2 separate regions of the Mus musculus genome follow, and region 2 is linked to region 1. The links are chromatin contacts, called in public promoter capture Hi-C maps. All regions are on one chromosome and are shown on one strand. The core of a region is the stretch at or near the end of the contact, and the rest is flanking DNA. Distances in the headings are between cores, read along the strand shown. Region 1 overlaps Lhpp (phospholysine phosphohistidine inorganic pyrophosphate phosphatase). Region 2 overlaps Zranb1 (zinc finger, RAN-binding domain containing 1).

Region 1 (4,851 bases), core at 1,323-3,822:
TTTCTGTCAGGAGACCACACACCTCAGCAAGTGCCTGGTAGAGTATAGGCAGTGTGCTCAACCAGTCCTACCTTCTTGTCTGGGGGAACGCTACACTGCCTCCTATGACTGCGTAGGCTTAGTCTGTCCAATTCAGCAGCAGAACTTCCGGAAGGCTCGTAGGAAACGACAGGGTTTCAGAGGCAGAGCCAGTAGGCAGGTGACTTTTGCCGTGTTGCTGTACCCCCACACCTGCCCAGCACCTCACAGAATGGACCTAATGCTCGTTTTCATCACTGGGTGAGCCTTTAGTGTTTTCATTTTCCATCCTAGACCCAGATGTTGAGCATGAGGGTGTCAGAGGTCTTGCTAAGGAGAGACGGATCAGCCTGAGTAGGGACATTACAGCAGCAGACAGCCATGTCGTCTGCTGACCAGCGCTCTGCCTGGCGCTCTTCGGGAGGATGTTTGGCGAGAACATGAAGTCACTCAGTTCCTTCTCGACTTTCCTGCTTGGACTTGCAGGCCCTTGATTCAGGAAACAAAAGAAATTATAAATAAAAACTTGGCCACCTTCCTGGGTCTGGACAGCTCAATGGCTAGGCCTGTCCCTTCCTCCTATCTGATCCTAGCTCTGCTCTCCACGGCGATTCTGCACACAGGCATCTGATTGGGCCTCACCACTGAAAGGCAGCTAGCCGTGGTTTCAGAGAGAAGACGGGGGCTTGAAAAAATGAGGGAGCAGTGGAGAGCCCTTCAACAGGGCAGCGTCTTTCAGTCAGGACGGAGCCATCTGAAGTGGAGCCTGGACTCTGGCATGCTCACCAGCTCTCCTGGACTTTGGCAGTATTGGGCCTCTGTTGCCCTCTGACCCTTGGGAAAGACTGACCTGATGCTGAAGGTAGCCAAGTGGGATCTGGGTGCACCTGCTAGGATGTGTGCTCGCTGACTCCAGCTGCACCGTGTCCTCTAGTCCCTTCACTGTGGGTTCCAGGCTTCAATCCAGGGACCTGGCTAGCTTCCCTAGGGCCCACACCCTTCCAGCCAGGCCATAACCCAAGCGGTATTGATAGAATGGCCACCCACCAAGTCAGCAGTGAGGCCAGTAGGGAGGAGGCCTAAGAGAAGGGTACTAGGCTGGAACTATTTCATGCAGCCTATGATTGGATCCTGGAGGACGCTCTCAGCAGCTCTGCAGTGGCCCATGAACCTGAAAGGCTGCTTCTTAGAGCACTAGCAATCGTTGTCCCCTGCACTGTCCTCAAGGGCACCTGTTTAGGATATGCAGTGCCAGCTCTGGATTTCACAGTGGGTACCATGTGTCAGTCTCATCCATGACAACCTAGCACATAAATATGAGAAGCTTCCAGACCCTTAGGCCAACATGAAGCCCGTCTTTGCATGCCTGCATCCAGTCATGATGAACCTTAGAGTACACGTTACTGAGACCCTTTGTGCCGAGCACCAGGTCAACCTAGTTAAGGCTGATAACAAGAAACTAAAGAGATGGACCTCTGTGAATCGGAGCCAAAGGGGACATCTTGTAAAGCAGTTGGTTGCAGTTGTGTCGTGGTAAAGCACTGTGGCAGCGACTCTCAGTCTAAGATGTCATCAAAGAGAATGTCAAATGCAAGAAAGGAACAAATAAAAAACATGACTCAAAAAAAAAAAAAATCAACTACATAGAGGCTGGAGAGATGGCTCAGTGGTTAAGAGCACTGACTGCTCTTTGGTCCTGAATTCAATTCCCAGCAACTACATGGTGACTCACAACCATCTCTAATGGGATCAGATGGCCTCTTCTGGCCTGTCTGAAGACAGCGGCTGTGTCCTCATACACATAAAATAAATAAAAATAAATCTCAGAAAAGAAAACCAGCTACATAAACAAAGACGCCCTGTGAAGAATCCTGGTGATCATGGAGGTGCTTCCACCCCAGTGAGGTCAGCACGCTGGCTTTGACAGCGAGATGCTGCTGTTAGGGCGAATTGAGTAACTTAGATTTCTTACAACTCTGGGTGAATCTACACATACCTTGGGAAGTTTACTGACAGTGTATCAAGAAAGAAAATAACCCTTGCATGTAGCATACTAAGGAGATGGCTTCAGTGACCCAACGTAGATGCTAACAATGGGCCTTGAACACATGTTACATGGGGAGGGAGTTTCAGAGTTGCAGAGGTAGGGGCTTGGAGTCAGCCAGCTGTCTGTCTGTCTGTCTGTCTGTCTGTCTGTACATGGGTGTCAGCATCCTTCATGCAGGCATTTGTGGAGTATCTGCTAGGGGTGAATGCTGGACACACGCCCTGCTTCCCCAGTGGGAGGTGGCAGGGTATGGAGTGATTCTGGGCTGGGAGGTATGCCCAGCTGTGGAATCGGAGAGAGTTTTCTTCCTGTTTCTAAATTCCAAAGTTTGGTAGAGTTACATTATTGTTTATTAAGGAAAAGGTTGGATATTGAAAAAGGAAGCCACCTGGTCGATCTCATGTGGCCTGGGAAGCCATTTGGCAGCTGCTCTGGGCTGGAAGGCCTGACCTGCCAAGCTGTGAGAGAACTCGTGACTGGTGCAACTGTTGTGCTGCTGGGCTCTGCCCTGACTTCCCCTGACACGCCCTGTTCCAGCCTGCACTCCCATCAGGCACCAGACCAGAGAGCACTTGAGTGAAGCCACAGCTGTCATAGAAGACAGTGCTGGTTCCACAGCAGTGCCGTCACCCTGTGGTGTGGCTTGTGCCCTGCACCACACGTCTCTAGTGCCCTGTACTGTGCTCCATAAGCATCAGTGAGACCCATCTGAGGCTATGAAGAGACTTCCTCCCTGCCACCCTCGCTCTCCTTCTCTTGGCTTGTAGCATGCCAAGAAACCGTGTGGGTGGGGAGTTTCAGGTTTACAGTACCTTTTGGCTACACTGGAGGGTTTTGCCTGTCTGCCCACTTGTTCTACATCTGCCTACAGAAGTGAGAGCCATCTTCCCTTGCCATCCTTCAGTGGGAGTCTATAAAAGAGTGAAGACCCTTGGGCCAGTGAGATGGCTCATTTACTAGAGGGGCTTGCTGCCAAGCCTGCCAACCTGAATTATAAATTCCTGGGATCTTCATGGTAGAAAGAGAGAAGCATTTTTGTTTTTAAAATCTGTCCTCTGACCTCCACACACACCCTTGGCATGGGTTCTATGACATATGTATCATCCAATAAATTAAAAAAAAGTTTCAGGTATTTTTTAAATTAAAATATAATTACATCATTTTCTTCCTCCCCTTTCCTTCTTCCACCCCTGCTCTTCTCACCTCCCAATCTCTCAAATTCATGACCCCCCTTTTTTTAAAGAGAGAAAGAAAGAAAGAAAGGAAGGAAGGAAGAAAGAAAGAAAGAAAGAAAGAAAGAAAGAAAGAAAGAAAATGTTTGTAAAAAGAATATAGGCATCTATGCACAAGCTGTAATCTCCCAAATACAACCACCAGTGTGTCTCTGCTGCAAGATTTATTTATTTATTTATTTATTTATTTATTTATTTATTTATTTACTTACTTACCTACTTACTTATTTGGGTTTCTCTGTGTATCCCTGGCTGTCCTGGAACTCACTCTGTAGACCAGGCTGGCCTTGAACTCAGAAATCTGCCTGCCTCTGCCTCCCAAGTGCTGGGATTAAAGGCGTTGCAGGCTCTGCTGCAGGTTTTATTTAGGGTTATGGTTTAGTTCCCAGCACTATTTTAAAGTCTGTATCTAGATATCCAGGCTATCACTCAGATCTTGTGTCCTTTGGGGTCTGGTTGCCAGGTTTGATGATGGGCACCTCTAATCCCAGTGCTGAAGAGGCAGTGGGCTACATGGCAACCCCAACAGTAACAAGGAAGCAAGAAGGGAGGGGTGGGGCGAGAACTTGCTGGCACATCCAGGTAGAAGCATCCCATTCATTGTCTCAGGACAGTGACCTTGCTGAAGGTCAGGCGGCAGCTAAGGAGGATGGCTGACAGAGCCAGGACCAAGGCTGCTGACTTCCAGCTGCAGCCGACATGATCTGGTTACAAGAGTGAAGGAGAGAAACCTTTCTGCCTTCAGGAGCCAAGAAAACCAAGGCAACAAAGGCGAGGGCGACCTCTGCTGTCCTCGGAGGGCCTCGGTTACCAGGCTCGGAGGCCCATCCTGTCCCTGGGTGGCCTGGAACTCCAGCCTTGGCAGCTGTGCAGTGTTTGTTATGGGCAGTTACCATGCCACCCTCTGGTATCTCAGCGAGAGAGGCCCAGGGACAGGTGTGGCTGAGCACAGAGATTCCCAGTCTGCCCTAGCCCCCAGACGCACCTTCTCCTCTTACCCCAAGGGGACAGAGCCTCGAGATGACTATGGTATTGAATAGTCTCTAGTTCTTGGCACCTTCTCTCTGCCAGCAGTCTGCTTAGAATGGCTGGGTCCCAGAAGGAACTTATACTCAGTAGGGGTTATCCTTGCCTCCCAGAGACACAAGCCACTTTCCTGTCCGCCAGAGGCCATTAAGCTAGAGAGCAGGAAGGTCATTCCTGCTTCTGTTTGTCCTTGGTGATCTAAGCAGCGTGTGGATGACGGTTGTAGGCCTGAGGGTATTGGGAGCGGCTTGGTAGTACTGTTCATTTTCCTGTGTCCTCGGAGTCATGGTTCATTCACAGCTTGGAACATCCACCATGGAAACGTTTATACCGTGAAAACCAGCTAGTGTGTCAGAGCAGGGGCCCCATCTACAGGAACAATTCACGCCTGCCTAGTCAGGTCTTCTGTGCAGGGTTGATAGGACAACGCCTGCAGAACTCAGGTGTTTGAGGTGGGCAGTTAGCTCTTCTCTCGTATGAAGGAGGCAGAGTCTGGTGAGCAGCTATCAAGAGGTCTGCTTAGAGTTC
Region 2 (4,413 bases), core at 1,427-3,926, 280 kb after region 1:
CCCTAACATGCAGTTACAACAGAAAAATATTTTAAATTAAATTGTAAGTAATTATTTTATTTGATTTTTTTTTTTTTTTTTTTTACTTATTTGGATCATCTCACCGTTTCCTTTACAGTAGTAGTACAGATCGGAATTGACTCAGCACTGCTCAGACTCATAATATTGCTGGTTGTATTGGTACATGCCTACAATCACAGGCATTTAGGAAGCTGAAACAGAAGAACTACAAGTTTGAGGCTAGTCTGGGCTACATGTGGAGTCCCTAGCTCCAAAAAATAAGGAAACATGCATACACATGTACATGTGCATGTGCACACACATAACACATTATGCAGGAAATTTTCTCATGTTTAATTTGGCTGATCAGCCCAGTAAATTAGCTGTTTTTATTGCGTTGTTAAAGTAAAAGTCTAAATAGTATGTTATTAAAATAATTATAATTAAAATAGAATGGATTAAAATTAAAGCTTTCTAAAATACTTTTGAATATAGAAGGCTATAAGTGAAATTCAGTTTTGGTCTCCTTTACAGGAATAGCTATTCACAGTCAGACAGAACCACTTACACGTTTTGCAGTATCTTCCGAGGAAGTCAGAGTCTGAGCCAGCATGAAGATTGAATCTTGTCTTTGGTCTGATTTACCTTTATTGTAACCATGTGCAAGGTGGAGGTTATAGCATGGAAACTAAAATCTTAGTAAGTGTGAATTTTTTTTTTTTTAAATTTTAGCTATCCAACAGTATCCTTTCTATGGTGAAGTTGTCCTCTTAGCAAACGTCACTGTGTATGTGGGGTGTAGATTTAATAGACAGGAACAGAATAAATACACTTATAAAGTGATTTGGCTTTCCAGGTTTAGGAAGGAGAAATACCTATCACTCTGCCTAGGAACCTTTTCTCTTTTCCTTGTTAAAATAGGTCATAGGGAAGTACTAAGTTTAGAACAGATTGAAAAATTGAGAGGTTGTTTAGTGTTCTAATTTAAGTCATTAAAATATCATTAAGTTTGCCATATAAACTGCTTCACTTATGAATTAGTTGTCATTAAATAGTAAAGTCTTCATTATTGTGTAGTGTTAGTAAATCCACGGTTAGAGTCCTGGGAATGTTGACTGACTTATTTGTTTCTCAATACGTAGCCCAAGCTAGCTTCAATCTCAAGATCCTCCTGCTTCAGCCTCCTGGGTGCTAGGATTACAGGCATGTTCCAGCCCTCCCACTTCTAGGACTTCTTAGATAGCAAGTATATTTTTAATATAAAGTAAACATTTTAGTGTATGTTAATTTTTCAGATATCAAATATGAACATTTAGAAATAGATTGGCATGCTTATGCTAATAGTTTTCTTAGAGAAATCTGTCCATTTGAATTTCTTGAGAGTATAAGTAACGTAGAACTTTTAATGTTCCAAATATAATTATATTTTGAGAATACAGAATATCAGAATCATTTCTAGTTTATAAAGTTATTTTGTTAATTGTGATTAGAGCTCATCAGCATATTTTCTGTCTGTGCTAATTCAAAGCAGTGAATAACTAGCACTTTCAAGCTATTTTCCTCCCTTAGCAAGGATAATTAGGAAAGACTTTGAGCTTCTGAAATCACGGATTAGACATACTACAAATAGCACAGTCTACATTGTTTGCAATTTGTGAGTGGTTATTTAAGGTTCTATTTGGTTTGTGTTTTTTCTCTTGCCTGCAAGTCTTTTTAACTTTTCCTAAACTAATGGTGACAGCTGAGCTGAAATTAAGTAATTTCTATTAGTGACTCACCTATTTTTATCTTCTTTCCCTGTAGAAAGACTCTGCATTCATCTCCTTTTATCACTTCAGCAGTCCAAAGTAAACTTTTATTAAACCCTGAAGTCTAAGAGCTCTTTTTGGAAATTTATCTTTACTATTTTTGGAAATCTCCAAACAAAAGTAGAATAATCCAATAAGAAATTTACATGTGTCTTTTAAGAAATATATATTTTCTAAGTTGAAGGGTATTTTTTATTTCGGGGGCATATTTTCAGAGATGGAATTATGTAGCTATTATTTTAATAACAATGTCCTAATTATTTATAGCTTCCTGCCTGACATAACTCACTTCAAGAAGTACACAATGTCAGAACATGGGATTAAGTGGGCCTGTGAATATTGTACGTATGAAAACTGGCCGTCTGCAATCAAGTGTACTATGTGTCGTGCCCAGAGACCCAGTGGAACAATTATTACAGAAGATCCATTTAAAAGTGGTTCAAGTGATGTTGGTAGAGATTGGGATCCTTCCAGTACTGAAGGTGGAAGTAGTCCTTTGATATGTCCAGACTCTAGTGCAAGACCAAGGGTTAAGTCTTCATACAGCATGGAAAATGCAAATAAATGGTCATGCCACATGTGTACATATTTGAACTGGCCAAGAGCAATCAGATGTACCCAGTGCTTATCCCAGCGTAGGACCAGGAGTCCCACAGAATCTCCTCAATCCTCAGGATCTGGTTCAAGACCAGTTGCTTTTTCTGTTGATCCTTGTGAAGAATACAATGATAGAAATAAATTGAATACAAGGACCCAGCATTGGACTTGTTCTGTTTGCACATATGAAAACTGGGCTAAGGCTAAAAAATGTGTTGTTTGTGACCATCCCAGACCTAATAACATTGAAGCAATAGAGTTGGCAGAGACTGAAGAGGCTTCTTCAATAATTAATGAGCAAGACAGAGCTCGATGGAGGGGAGGCTGCAGTAGTGGTAATAGCCAAAGAAGATCACCTCCAACTACAAAACGGGACTCGGAAGTGAAGATGGATTTTCAGAGGATCGAATTGGCTGGTGCTGTTGGTACCAAGGAGGAACTTGAAGTGGACTTTAAAAAACTAAAGCAGATTAAAAATAGGATGAAAAAGACTGATTGGCTATTCCTCAATGCCTGTGTGGGTAAGTTTCTGGGTTTTTGTTTATTTGTGTGTTTTGGGTTTTTTGTTCATACGTTTGGGCTTTTTTGGCCTTATTTTGAATAAGATGGGAAAAGGCATTGAAATGGCTTGAAAATAAGAGGAAGATCAGTATTACTTCGCATTTGACTTATTTGGTGTGATAGTTCATGTATGCATGCATAAAGTTCTGTATCTGTGACCTTGTCTGCCTTGTACCAAAGTGTCCACATTTACTTGTGAACATGCTTTTTAAGTTAAAGAGACTGTTAACACATCTGTGAGAAAGTATATACTTGGAGTTTGAAATTGTTTCTCTTATTTATTGTAACAAGATGTGACAGAGCAACACCAGCTGCTGTTTCTGAATGTTTGTAAACAGTGTGAGCATCTTGTGATGATAGAGGCTTTAGTCAGAAGTTAAAAATATCATAAAAATGTGTGACTCCAAGAAGTTGAACGAACATAATATTTATTGACCTTGAAAATGCTGATGTTAACTTAATATGAATGTCATGTCGTAAATATTTATACACTTGGTAGAACTGATTTCACAGACAGCTAATTCGAATCCATAGTTCAGATTATGACTTATGGGTATTGTGTTTTTAGTTCTTTCATAAACATAATGTTGGGCCTGGCTGTTTGTGTAGAAATGTTAAAGGACAGAGACATGTAAGAGGAAGTTTTTCTCCATCTACTAGCTTAATGAGTTAATAATTTGTGCTATAAATCATAAAAGCTGTTAATTCTGTTTTGTTTTATTTGAGACAGGGGCTTTCACCTTGGTTGTCCTGGAACTCATTATATAGACTAGACTGGCCTTGAACTCACAGAATCCTCCCATCTGAAGGTGTTCATTTGATTTTAAGTCTCCCCTCCCATTAGTAGATTAGGTGTTTGATTTATTTATTTATTTATTTATTTATTTATTTATTTATTTATTTCTGAGACAGGGTTTCTCTGTGTAGCCCTGGCTGTCCTGAAACTCACTCTGTAGACCAGGCTGGCCTCGAACTGAGAAATCCCTGCCTTTACCTCCCAAGAGCTGGGATTAAAGGCGTGCGCCCCCAGTGCTCAGCAGGTGTTTGGATTTTATTTAAACTATTTCTATGGGCTGCTTACTTTGGTGTTCACTTTTGTTTAGAAATACTTGAGTGGTTTATAAGGTTAAACTTGATGTGGAACCATAGCTACCTTCCACTCCCCATTGATTTACCCTTTTGGATGTAGCCCCATGAGTATGGAAGATATAGATATAGTAGTGCTCAAGAAACCTGGAGTTTCTCTAGGCTAGAGACATGGCTCAGCACCAGAGCACTTTTTGCTCTTCCAGGGGACCTGAGTTTGGCTCTCAGCACCTATATCAGATGGGTTACAACCATCCATAACTCCAACTTTAGGGGATCTTCTGACTTTCATGGGCACCGGTACCCAGATGTACCTAGCCACATGTACATACACACCTACATATAATTTAAAATAATAAAA

What was found. Capture Hi-C pulls out chosen DNA fragments and counts their contacts.
Region 2: a contact with region 1 is called in a promoter capture Hi-C map of liver. The contact joins two enhancer-like sites. A contact is called at or near these places in 7 of 39 promoter capture datasets (embryonic stem cells, hippocampal neurons, liver and 3 more), 1 of 484 Hi-C or Micro-C datasets (liver) and 2 of 9 other capture datasets (adipose tissue and liver).

Annotation. Positions count from the first base shown.
Region 1 is chr7:132,670,054-132,674,904 of GRCm38.p6, forward strand. The region is part of intron 6 of Lhpp (phospholysine phosphohistidine inorganic pyrophosphate phosphatase); the gene reads left to right. Among named protein-coding and RNA genes, the nearest start is that of Lhpp, 62 kb to the left of the region's middle. Within about 2 kb of position 2,573, at least 135 of the 459 cell types and tissues checked have an H3K27ac peak or open chromatin away from gene starts, as enhancers often do. A contact at or near this core is called in liver, where this site is marked.
Region 2 is chr7:132,947,510-132,951,922 of GRCm38.p6, forward strand. Zranb1 (zinc finger, RAN-binding domain containing 1) reads left to right here. Exons shown (of 10, transcript NM_207302.3): 2 at 2,076-2,926. The coding sequence starts at 2,113. Among named protein-coding and RNA genes, the nearest start is that of 1500002F19Rik, 16 kb to the left of the region's middle. Within about 2 kb of position 2,677, at least 3 of the 459 cell types and tissues checked have an H3K27ac peak or open chromatin away from gene starts, as enhancers often do. A contact at or near this core is called in liver, where this site is marked.